2 separate regions of the Triticum aestivum genome follow, and region 2 is linked to region 1. The links are chromatin contacts, called in public Hi-C maps. All regions are on one chromosome and are shown on one strand. Each heading gives the region's core, a stretch centred on a gene start, on an enhancer-like site or on the middle of the called end of the contact. The rest is flanking DNA. Distances are from core to core; before and after follow the strand shown.

Region 1 (6,269 bases), core at 2,624-5,123:
TCACTACCTCCTGACCGACAATACCACCAAACATCGCAGCCATAGGATTCAGAACAGCCCTGGAACCACTGGCAAAATGGTGCAGGAGCTTTTTGTCAATTTCTTCAAGTTTCCTATCTCCCAGAGTATCATTAATGCTAATAGCATACTCTATCACCCTTTGCACATCATCAGTGGACCCAGCAACAGGGAATCTGCTCAACTCAGTCCTAAACTTATCCAAAGCTTGGAATGCCAAATGCAGAAGAGGTGGCCGCTCAAATTTGGAGAAATCACTCATGAGAAATTCTCCCGGCTCTGACATGGCCTCTTTCAAGGGTTTGAATTTAATAACCTTCGGTGGCTTGACCTGTGTGACGATACCACCTCTAACGTATGTGCCAAATGAGGAAGTGTCTTCTTCCAAGAAGAAAGAGTAAGGCCTTGCATTCTTAACTTTTCTTGGTTTTCCATCATTCAGCTCAGTCATTCCATGGACTTCAGAGAAAACAACTAGATCACCATCCTGGAACTCCAGACGCTCATCGTCCACACAAGATACAAGTGCTGGATTGTCATTGCTGATTGATGCAACAATTCCTGTATGTGGTTCCTCACCATCCACATCCAAAACAGTAAATTCAGGACCAAAGTCACAAAACACACTGCCAAAAAGACCACGAACTTCAGACTTGATGAAAGCAATGGGTGGCTGGTGGCTGTGGCAGTAATCATCAAACTCAATTGCTTTATCTAAGCTGATATCAGTGAAGACAACGGCCTGCAAGTACATATGAAAGTTATTCTGAGGATGATAAATGACCAAATTTACCCAGTGTAAATCAAGAAGCATATAAATAAAATGTGAGAGGAGTCATCTAATCCTCCTAAAAACTCATATACTGCAAACTGAAGAACATGGATTTGGAATTTCAGTTGCATTTGACAAACAGATCCGTTTGTGGGACTGGCACGACATAGCATGTGAAAACAAATTATAGTGAACAAATTATGTGTCGCTATAAAGATGCCAATGATGTTTTTGCAGTTTTATAGTCAATTTATCTTCTCACCAGCTCACACAGCACAGTTAACAGAATACACATCTCTATTATTAAAGGGGAATAGGTCATTCGCTTCCTCGTCTCCAGGTTTTTTCTCTCCTCCGATTCCACCCTTACCCACATATTTATCTCCTATTTTAGTTGTCTGGCATCACATCTCCTTCCTTCCATAATATGGGAACTAGTCATTTTTCTGTTTGGCAAATTCAAAACACAGTAACACCACTGATTTATTTATAATTTTATTTGCACAACATCACATCTCCTATCAACTCACATCCCCACCCACTGATTTATTTCGAAACTAATTTGTCCGACATCACATCTCCTTCCGCCAGCAATATGAAAACTAATTATTTTTTGTTTGGTAAATTGGAAATGTAGTACTCCCACTGATTTAATTCCAATTTTATTTGTCCAAAGTGTACGGGTGATAGTGGAAGGGGGACTGTGACCGAATGAGCCATTGACATGTGGATCAGGGAGGCGGATATAGTGAGTGGAAGGTATACGGGAGACACAATTAATGTGAACCACTAAAATATGTATGCATCCGTTCCAACACACGGGCAATTAGCTAGTTGGCAACAATATTACCAAGGCCAACATTTACTTACCAGAATACATGTCAGAACAAAATCGACAGTTTAATAAAATTCGATTTCGGGACCAAAATCACACAACGAAATTGCAGGTAAAATCAGGCAATGAACGGAGCATAGACTGTACAAACCTAACCTAGTCCAAACAGTCAAGCAGATGAAACCTTTTAGAATCTCGCAGCAATCCACGATATGCAGGGTTCATCTTATACTTCATACAATTTTACAGCACACACACTTTAACACACCTTGATTATGATGAGATCATGGCCAAATATTTCAAGTAGTTGACTGCATTACTTTATTACTCCCTCCGTCCCATAATGTAAGACGTTTTTTGACTAGTGTCAAAAATGTCAAAAAACGTCTTACATTATGTGACGGAGGGAGTATTTGTTAAAAGTGATGTTCTGTAAATGCTAGAACTGTGGTACATCACTTCTTTTGAAATGGTAGTACTTCGGAAAACTGGCATGAAATTTCTATACCAAAATCAAATAGAAAGATGGATAGCCTGCTTGTTAAAGTCACATGGACAGAAAGTACAAGCATAATGTAAAACCTTAAATGGAAGACACATAGATGTAGAAAAAATTGAAATAGCAAGGTAGAAGATCACAGATCAATGTCATGCTGGTGCACCTGGAATTTAGAAAGGTGCTCCTTGGTCAAATCACCGGTTAAGGCAGAGACGAGGACAGCGTTGTTCAGCTCTTGTAGCTTCTGTACACAAGCTTGAGCACGGTTTTGCCCAACATCATTCTCCGAGAGGAAGAAGTTGCTTGATAAGTCCCACAGCTCCACATTACCATCATCATGCAAGGTTACAGACTTGACACCCGCAAGGACAAGGTTCTTTGCTGCAGGAATACATAAGTATTAAATCAATTGTAAGCTTAAAGCTTAATTACAGACTGCCAAAACCTCATCCAAGTTTTAAAGGTTCAGTTTTTACTGACTGCCAAGCTCCTAACCAAGCTTATGATTTGTTTTTACACCCAAATACTCGTATGGTGTGATAATGAGTAACAGACATCTCAGATGAATCCAATAATCCAACTGGCCGGCAGCAAAAAAAGTACGCCTTTATTAACCTTTAAGGTGTCATGTCTCTTGGTATCACGGACCAAAACTACCAGTGGCCTAATTGGCGAAATGTCAGTGAATAACTATGTGCAATGTGGTGCAGTGCAGAAGTTCACCCATCATAATGCATACGCTAGCATTGTGTGTAAGGGGCACTGATAGGGTCACACAAAAGACACTCATTTCACCACACAAATAAAAGTTTTGATTTGATGGTTTAGATAGTACAGTAGTTACAAAACGTAGGTAGACAAAAGTTTTGGCTTGGTGGTTTCAACTAAAATCATAAGTAAGACACAACGACAAGAGCCCATCTAGCTAATAGGGCGATACCCATCAGTGTGTTTGGTCAAACTAGCAGCAACATCAGCTGAGCCAGAGCTAAACCAAGAGCTCAAGATAGCAATTACGAGCAGTAAATTTGTGTACGGGAAACATAATAGGAATTCCTAGGTCGCTAAGCTACATCAGATCGAGCAAGGGGTAGTAATTACTAATTTCCTTTTTTGCAGCTAACCTAGTCCCACATATAAAAGGAAACAAATCAAGGAAAGAGATTATATATACTAAAACAAAAAAGAGTAAAAGACCATCTGCATTAGAAGAGCGCCTGGACTGCACGTACCGATCTCAGCACCGAGACCCTGGAGTCCAGAGACGAGGACGTTGGAGCCGAAGAGGCGCTTCATGGTCTCGCGGCCATAGACGGCGAGCTGGCGGCTGTGCAGGTCCTCGTCGATCTCGTTCCCCCTCCCAGCCATGGCTGCGTCTCCTTCCTCCCTGGTGGCCTCGCCCTCCCCGGCACGGGTCTTCTTCTGCAAGTCCTCGACCTCGCCGGCGACGATCTCCCGCTTCCGGGGAAGCATATAGCGCGCGACGCCGCCGAGGAGCCCGAGGACGGCCGCCGACGCAGCGAAGAGCAGGCAGTAGTACGCGGCCGCCGGGAGCTGCCGCGTCAGATCCAGCGCGTGCTAGGGCCGCGACCGCCGCGAAACCTGCACCGGCCGGCGCGTCGTGAGGCGGGGAGCGCTGGGAAGCGGGCGCGGGGAGGGCGGATCCGGCGGAACTCACCTTGGATTCGCCTGTCGCGTCGGGGAAGGAAAGCAGGCGAGCGACGGTCTAGGGTTTCTGGGCTGGGGAGGGACGAAGTGGAGGACCGGATTGCAAAATCTCGGCGGTTGTTGCCGGAGGCGGCTTTGTTGACGGGGGGGTGACGGGCGGGTCCCACGTGTCAGCCGGACGGGAGTGCGCGTGTGCTTTTCTTGCTGGCGGGGAAACGTGGGACGGCACACGGCAGGGGGAGCACCTGCCCTCCTCTCTGGAAAGAACGAGGAGGCTGCGAGGTGGGCCGAAAGGTCAACTTACAAGTGGCCCCGATTATTCCCGAAGGTAGGGCCCGCGTTGTACTTTAATTAATGTTTGTACAACTACCGTGTCGCAAAACGCGTTGAGGTCTGTTAGAATTTCAAGGTTCACGCCAGTTTGGAACACAGGAAAGACAAAGGAACCATGCCTTTGGTAGGTTGCATCGTTCCAAAACATATCGACTGCAAGAAAAACACGTTTGATAGTATTGTATAGGGTCACACACATGAACCTTAAAGCAGTCCAAACTGGCTCGATAGAAACGCTCGAACCGACCGTTTCAGCGAGCCCAAGTTAAATGGTCATTCCATGATAAGAGAAACGTTGGTGATGTCGATGGCTTTAATTTTTCCCTCCCAGAGGAAAGTGTCCCCGGTGGTAGGGCGGCTCCACCATGAGGTTGTGTAGGGGCGGCCGACCCGGGTAAATTTTCGAAACTTAGGGTACCCCCTACTGGTTTTGGTCGGCGGCCACCATGCAGTGGCGAAGCCACACATAGGCTGCGTAGTCACTTAACTACACATCTCTTTGGGAAAACGCAATACAGAAAGTATAAATCATACAGAAAAACTTAGAAATATATACATTTGACTACACAATTTTGAAGTGACTACACATGATTTGATTTCTGGCACCGTCACTGCCACCATGGGAAGCGAGCACGTTCGCTCGAAGGTCGCGGGTCGAAGGTTTCGACAAGGGAAGAGGAAAATGATTCACGAGGTAACTGCTCGCTAGCTATAGATGGGCCAATCAAGTAAGTCCAATAAAAATTATATGAGCCGTTAGTTATGGTACGCAGCCTGATTTTCAGGTACACAGTTACTTTTCTATCAATCGTGGAACTGATCGTGCTGAATTCACGCGTAGAGTGATCACGCCATGCGGACGCGGCGCCGCCTCCACTATCGTCTTGCAGTCGCCCTCGCTGCCCAGGTCTGTTCAATCAATGGTGCTAGATGGAGAAGGAGAAGCGAATCCGCCTATTCGCGATGTTGTCGAGACGGCAAGCAGAGTCGCCGCCGCCTTCATCTCCATCACCATGGTCCCTGCTCAAAACAAGAAACGAGCAGCCAACAAGGCAACAAAGACCAGGTTCTTCCGCTCTCTCCTAGTCTTCTATTATGTTCTATCATGTTTAATTTGTTGTCATGTTGGCCCAATTTTTAGAAGTTGAACACTGAAATTAAATATAAATATGATGTTATAAGGACCTAAGGAGATGAAGCAGATTGAATTTTTTTTCAAGCCTATACTAGTAAATCATTCTGGACCCCAAGTTTGTGGATCTGAAGTAAATGCAACCATTTCAGAAGATAATGTTCCTGGAGTATTAAGTCAAGAGACTGGTAGAAATAATTTGCAAGATGATGTTCCTCAAAGATTTAATCCAACTGACATTGAACCTGATCCAGGCCTTCGGAAACAAATTGAACAGTATGCTACCCCAGAAATCAGAGATGAAGTGAGAAGGGCGAATATCTTGAAAGGTGCATGCTAGCCTAAAGATCACGATTTTGAACGCAATGAAGATGTCATGGCATTTAGAGAATATGGCATAAAGAGTTTGATTGGCTAGAGTATAGTGTGGCCAAAAAATCTGCTTATTGTTTTCACTGTCTTCTTTTCAAGAAACCAACAATCGGTTCAAAGTTTGGGGTTGAAGTCTTCACCAAGACTAGGTATACAAACTGGAAGAAAGCAGTCGAAAACTTCACGCTCCATGTAGGTTCGACAAAGAGTGCTCAGAGCATCTCCAACAACAGCGCTATATAAGCGGCGCGCTGAAAAATCCGCGTTCTTTGCGCGCGCTACCGCTCCGGGCACTCCAGTGGAGGCGCAAAAATCACACGCACGGCATATCTAGTTCAACGCGCGGGGCGAAACGCCATTGCGCGCCGCTTATTTGCTGCGCCCGCTTCCACGCGCTGGACTCTCGAACGCTCGCTCGCAACTTCACCCACCCATCCATCCGCGACGCCGCCCGGCGACCGTTCCGGCGCTTCCCCGGCCTATCCCCGCGCCGTGGCGGCTTCCTCCGCCTCCCTCTAGTCACCGCCGCTCCTCTCGCGCGGCGGTCCTCCGACGAACAGCGCGCGGCCGCTCGCTGCCGCTCGACGCCCGCAAGGTGTTCGACAAAACGCCTGCAAGGTATGTATTGCTCAAACTTCAT
Region 2 (6,269 bases), core at 1,761-4,260, 160 kb before region 1:
TTCAGATACTGATGTGCAGCTCACCGTGCAGATGCTCGAAGAGGGAACCGCATGGAGCGTACTCAAACACCATCATCCTGGTGAACGGAGCGTCGCATGTGCAGTAACCAAGTAGGTTCATGAAGTTCTTGTGGTTCACCTTGGATAACTCAGAGATCTGAAAGAGGAAGAGTTGGTCAGGCACAGACAACGGGGATAGAGCAGTACTACGCTAGTTGAGAAAATCTGAGCACTGTTGTAGTTTCGCCTATTACTTCTTACCTTGTTCCTAAATTGCTCCTCGGACCGATCCGACCATTCTTTGGCAGACTTAACTGGACTGGAGGCAACAGCTATTTCAACTCCACTTGACAGGGTTCCCTTGTACAATGCACTGTCAGATACAGTACCAATCACATTGCTGAAATTCTCACACGCCGCCTCAAGTTCGGCCCTTCCTAAAGAAGGAACACCTGCCCACAAGGTAAAGCACACTCAACATCTCCAAGTTCAATCTGTGGCACACATTTCAGATGATGTAATATGGCATTTTAGCTTCAGGTAATAGGAGACTGACCTGTCACAAAGGCTTTCCTTAGCTGTCCACTCAGCCCGGTAGCCCATGGATTGACGGTGTTATCCTTCTTTCTACGGGAGACAAGTAGATACACAACAGAGGCTATAACCACAAGGCCAAGCACTCCACTGATGCACACTGCGTAGATAGCCCAGTGAGGCACAGAAGAAGACTCGTTGGTTTCAGCTTGCGAATACGATGGTGGCAAAGACATGGGAGCCTGGCTTTCATGAAACTGATCAGGAGCCTTAGAGGAAGGTGCTGATTCTTGAAGCTCCCTTGCCTGTAGGAGTTGCCTCAGGGTGTTACTCTCTATGGTTCTGCATATAAAACACCAATATAAATTGAAGAGTCTGATTGTTAAACTTGTATAGTCCACAGTTAGCATATCAGTATTCTCCACGCTTCAAGCTTTAACATATCAATGCTTAAGCTTTACTAATGTAAGAGACAGGCTACACATCCCTTGTACAACAGCTGTCATGTGTACTTATGTTTGGCATTTGCCTTTAACCTATTTTTAGTGAAAATGAGCATGTATTTTCAAGGGGCCACAATAAATTTTTCGATAAAGAACGGATGTTTACCGAAAGATTCAAAAAGTGTGGGTTCTATTTATTTTATTTTGTGGGGAAAAGATTGCAAAGTTTAACTAGTCAAAGTCAAGATTGCCGGTTAAACTGAAACAGAGTATTTTGGTTTTCAACTGCCTGTGTCATGTCAGTTTTACTTTAGAAGTTAGGCCCATCTTACTCAGAAATTCTTACGAAAGGGAAGCTGGTATATAAAGAAGAAGACTGACTTTGTTAAACATTTTCTGCACGATTCTTGCCTTCCATCAGTTAGAACCTCTGAAATCATGATACGCTCTTGCAACTCGTTAGGAATTTCAATTGACAGTTTTTTTCCCTTGACTAAGCTGCAAAGATCATCACATGGCTTTAGATTATGTATATCAAGCCCATAATGTAAAAAAGTAGAGATTATGTATCAAGCACTGCAGAAATTTAATTCTGTAATGCTCCAGATGCAATTTACTCCTAGAAATATTGTTTTCCCTAGACCTGAAGGACTTGATCCATGAAGGTAAATTTTTTGGATATTGTCAAAAAAAAGAGGGACGCATCAAGAAATGCTTAAGAGTGAAAGCCTTGTTTCACACACGTATCCTAAATATTCCAGAGACAAAATCATAGCTTCCTCTAGAAAGACATCTAGCTGTCCTGCATATTCTCTACTTAATGGTCATGGCTTCTTCTAGACCCCTTTGACTTGTAAATCCATGACGCTACAAATAGAAAAAGACAACGGCGGGCAATATCATGTACCCCTTGAAATCAAAATAGGACTTGTTCGTTGAGTAACTTTAATCATGACTAAGCGATACATACTCCCCCCGTTCCAAATTAGATGTCTTTCATTTGTCTAGAAACGGATGTACCTAGACACTATACAAGTATAGATGCATCCCAATGTGGACAAATGCAAGTCATCTAAATTCGAACGGAGGGAGTACAAGATAACTACTTGCAAATGATTTGACATCTTCACAGGAAAAGAAAAGGTAGCAATCATTTCACCATGAATTTGATCCTACAAGAACAAGAACAGATCAGGCTGACTTACGGCGTCGCCGCTGCGCTGAAAACCTTCTTTTCTTCCAAATTCCATAACCATCCACTTGGGTGCTCTTCTCTGAAACCCATGGCTCGCCCTGAAGCACCAAGATAGACACACAGATGGTCAACGACTGTTCCACTTGAACCAACACAACCATGGCCACTTCCTAATCACAAACCCATGGGAAATCCATCTCACCTTCTTCACCGAGGGCGGCACAAGACCCATGCCTCTCAGACAAGAGGAAGAAGAAGAGCAAGAGCTGCGCCGCTCTGATGCTCCAGACCTCCATTCCGCCCCCAATGGAGTCCAGGCAGCTCTGCAAGAGGGTAGTAAAAGACAGTAAGAGCAGAGCAGAACGGGAGACGATAAAAGGAAGGCAAAGATTCCAACTTCTATATGCCACCACCTAAAGCTGCTGAAATCTTGGGCACGATGGAAGCACACGCCGTTCCATGCCGCCTGAAGAAACGAATCGGGTAAAGTGTCTCCGCTACTCCTTACAAGGTAAGTGGAGCAGCGGGGCAGAGTGGGATTTTTGGAACGAGCAAGTAAAGAATCCACCACCCCTCGCGGATCTTGTGTCTCGAGAGCCGGAATTTCAAGTGGGGAAAACGCGCTCACGGAATGTGGAGAAGGAGAAGAGTGGCAGGAAAAGGCTGGGATGATTTTGTGCCTGTAAAGATGGCTAAAGGAGGGAATCGAGAGAAGAGGAGGCAGGGCGCGGGCAGTGTGCTGGGAACGGGATGAGCTGGGAGAGGCCGAGAAGGCAGAGGAGAAAGAAGAGCTCGGAGCGCAAGTCAGTCCAGGACGCGGAATATTGGAACTGGAGTGTACTTTTGGGTGGATCGGAGGCAGGCGTGGATGTCTGCCTGCCTGCCTGTCTGTTTCAGGCCAGCCAGGTACCGTGCACACATGGCAGCTGGAAATTTCCCTCCCTTTTCTTTCCCTTATTAACTCTTCTTGTTATGCCTGAAATTGCGCAGTGATTTTGCGGGAATTTCACCGGAATCAAGTCGTTGTCCACGGGAACATGACATGGTTGTACTCGTCATCTCGGGCATTTCCAAAGTTGATCCCAAATCAGACAGCCTATTCGTCCCTGGAGCGGTGGAGATCAATCCGCGAACAGTGATAAACTTTACGGGAGTACGGATCGTCGCCGCCATATAGTATATTGACATCCCCGGCTGACTCAAATACCCATTCCGGTCCACTTTTCTTTCACTCTACCCTTGCTTTGCATCCGCATTCTTCTCTTTCGACGCCGTCATTGTATCTCTCCGGCCGCCGTCAAGGCACCGTAGGACATCCGCAGCCGCCACTAACGCGCTTGCCCTACTTGGACTACATCGCGGTTCATGATTGTTTCATGCGCGATCTTTTGGCAACGCGTGCATGATTTGTTTCATGCGCAAAAGCACTCTAAGACATACACATCATCCATGAACAGAATGTGAGGTCAATATCACACCGATGGTACACCATTTGCAACTCCGTCATGAAGTTCTGCGACGCAGTTGAACGTGTGGAGACGATGTTGCCATTGGGTGTGTCAACCATGGAGATCGTAAGTTTGCTTCTTCTTGCTCTACATGTTGGTTAATTCATTCATTCACTCAATGTTTCTCTACACATTGCATAGGTTGGACGCTCTGTCGTGAAGTACTGGAGGACCGTGGGCAGGCCATGCACACACATACATTGCTGGATGAAGCTTAAGGATCAACTTGTGTGGGACGACATGTACCGGCTCTGATTATAGTATCAATGAATTTGGAATTGGTGAATTCGAACAACTTGTTGAACATCTGGTTATATCGTTGAATTTGAACTATTGTTGTACTAGAGATATTTGCATGCTACTTATGGATGAATTGTGCTATTTTCTATAATTACTTTGAGTGTTACGGGCTTGGTTTAGTTAAATAAATGAAATATCGTTTGTTTTATGTAAATTATGTCTGAACTTTGATGAATTATGCCGTGTTTGATGTAATGCTCCCGGTTTGTGAGAAAACGGACGTCTGGACTGGTCCACGGACGGATGGGGTATCGCGCTGGATGCCAAAACACGTCATGACAGACTGGTTTGGGCGGATGTGGGTGGTTTGAAGGTCAGTGTTTAATGGTGTCCTGGATTAAAGGGTACTAATCCAGTCGGCCCATGTTCCTTGGATTGGGCCGATGGGCCCTCATTCATTCTCAAGAAGGATTCTGAAGGCTGTACGCAAGGGGGGCGTGGTCAAGACTACATCTACCGAAGACTTGTCGTATACTCCAAGACTTCTCCTGCCATCACTACTAGGGAAAACCTTATACACAGAATCTTAGCAGTAGCGCTGGACAAGAAGGGGCGCTACTGCTAATTAGCAGTAGCGTGGTCCATAAACAGGCTCTACTGCTACCGACTTAGCAGTAGTGCGGCTCGGTAGAACCACGCTACTACTAAAATTGCCCGACCGTTCTCACCACACTAGGTTTAGCAGTAGCACGCCCACATTAACCGTGCTATTGCTGCTGTAATAGTAGTAGCGTGATTTTTTGTGCAGGGCGCTACTGCTAATTTTGAACCTGGCCACATGGCGGGCCCCACTTAGCAGTAGCGCCTAGATATCGACCTTGTAACCCTAGATACCCTACCTAGCGTGTATATAAGTCATAGGGTTTAGTCCTTAGAGGGGAGATCAACGCAATATCATTCACCTAGCCCTAGAGCTAGACTACATTTTACGATCTCAAGGTAGATCAACTCTATACTCGATACATCTATATCAATATAAACAAGAGCAGGAAATAGGATTTTACCTCCATCAAGAGGGTCCGAACTTGGGTAAAACATCGTCTCCTTGTTTCTGTTACCATATGTCCGAGATCCACAGCTCGAGAGCCCCTATCCCGATATCTGTCGGTTTTCACACCGACATTGGTGCTTTCATTGAGAGTTTCGTTGTGGGATCAACAGAAGGATCAATGGCTCATTCGTAGATCAACTGCAGCAATGGTCGTGGGAGCGTTTACGCTCCGTCCAGCTTTTTGTGTTCAGCAACATGATCTTCTGCACCGGCTCAACGGGCCATCTGGCCTTTGTCGAAAACTACACCCGAGATCAAATCGTGACCTTCGACGGCCTCAAGTACACCACGGATTCCCGTGGTGAACTTGTTCTGTCAGGCTAGACGTCCGACTGGATCAAAGACCCGCCCGGCTCCGAAGGCTCGACTCCGGAGCCGGCCTCCTTCGAGGACGTCGTGATGAAAATATGCCCTAGAGACAATAATAAAGTTGTTATTACTATATTTCCTTACTCATGATAAAGGTTTATTATTCATGCTAGAATTGTATTGATTGGAAACTTAAATACATGTGTGGATACATAAACAAAATACCGTGGCCCTAGTGAGCCTCTACTAGACTAGCTCGTTGATCAAAGATGGTTAAGGTTTTCTAACCATAGACATGTGTTGTCACTTGATAACGAGATCACATCATTAGGAGAAAGATGTGATGGAAAAGACCCATCCGTTAGCTTAGCATATGATCGTTCAATTTATTGTTATTGCTTTCTGAATGTCAAATACATATTCCTTCGACTATGAGATCATGCAACTACCGGATACCGGAGGAATACCTTGTGTGCTATCAAACGTCACAATGTAACTGGGTGATCATAAAGATGCTCTACTGATATCTCCGAAGGTGTCTGTTGAGTTGGCATAGATCGAGATTAGGATTTGTCACTCCGTGTATCGGAGAGGTATCTCTGGGCCCTCTCGGTAATACACATCACAAGAAGCTTGCAAGCAATGTGACTAAGGAGTTAGTTACGAGATGATGTATTACGGAACGAGTAAAGAGACTTACCGGTAAAGAGATTGAACTAGGTATGAAGATACCGACGATCGAATCTCGGGCAAGTAACATACAGACAGACAATGGGAATTAAATATGTTGTCATAAGGTTTGACCGATAAAGATCTTCATAGAATATGTAGGAACCAACATGGGAATCCAGGTTCCACTATTGGTTATTGACCGGAGAGGCGTCTTGGTCATGTCTACATCATTCTCAAACCCGTAGGGTCCGCACGCT

Evidence for each region. Hi-C and Micro-C count contacts between places; a contact is called where the count stands out from the background.
Region 2: a Hi-C map of leaf shows a contact between it and region 1, with 8 times the contacts expected there. The contact joins the promoter of LOC123103212 here to the promoter of LOC123103210 in region 1. A contact is called at or near these places in 2 of 5 Hi-C or Micro-C datasets (both in leaf) and 1 of 1 datasets of contacts at active chromatin or transcription factors (leaf).

Annotation. Positions count from the first base shown.
Region 1 is chr5A:330,306,485-330,312,753 of IWGSC CS RefSeq v2.1, reverse strand. It overlaps LOC123103210 (ubiquitin-activating enzyme E1 2), which reads right to left and starts at 3,873. Exons shown (of 7, transcript NM_001426784.1): 1 at 3,803-3,873; 2 at 3,357-3,726; 3 at 2,288-2,505; 4 at 1-760. The coding sequence starts at 3,597.
Region 2 is chr5A:330,469,938-330,476,206 of IWGSC CS RefSeq v2.1, reverse strand. LOC123103212 (protein MALE DISCOVERER 2) reads right to left here and starts at 3,010. Exons shown (of 7, transcript XM_044524726.1): 1 at 2,586-3,010; 2 at 2,375-2,495; 3 at 2,183-2,270; 4 at 557-876; 5 at 262-452; 6 at 25-157. The coding sequence starts at 2,468.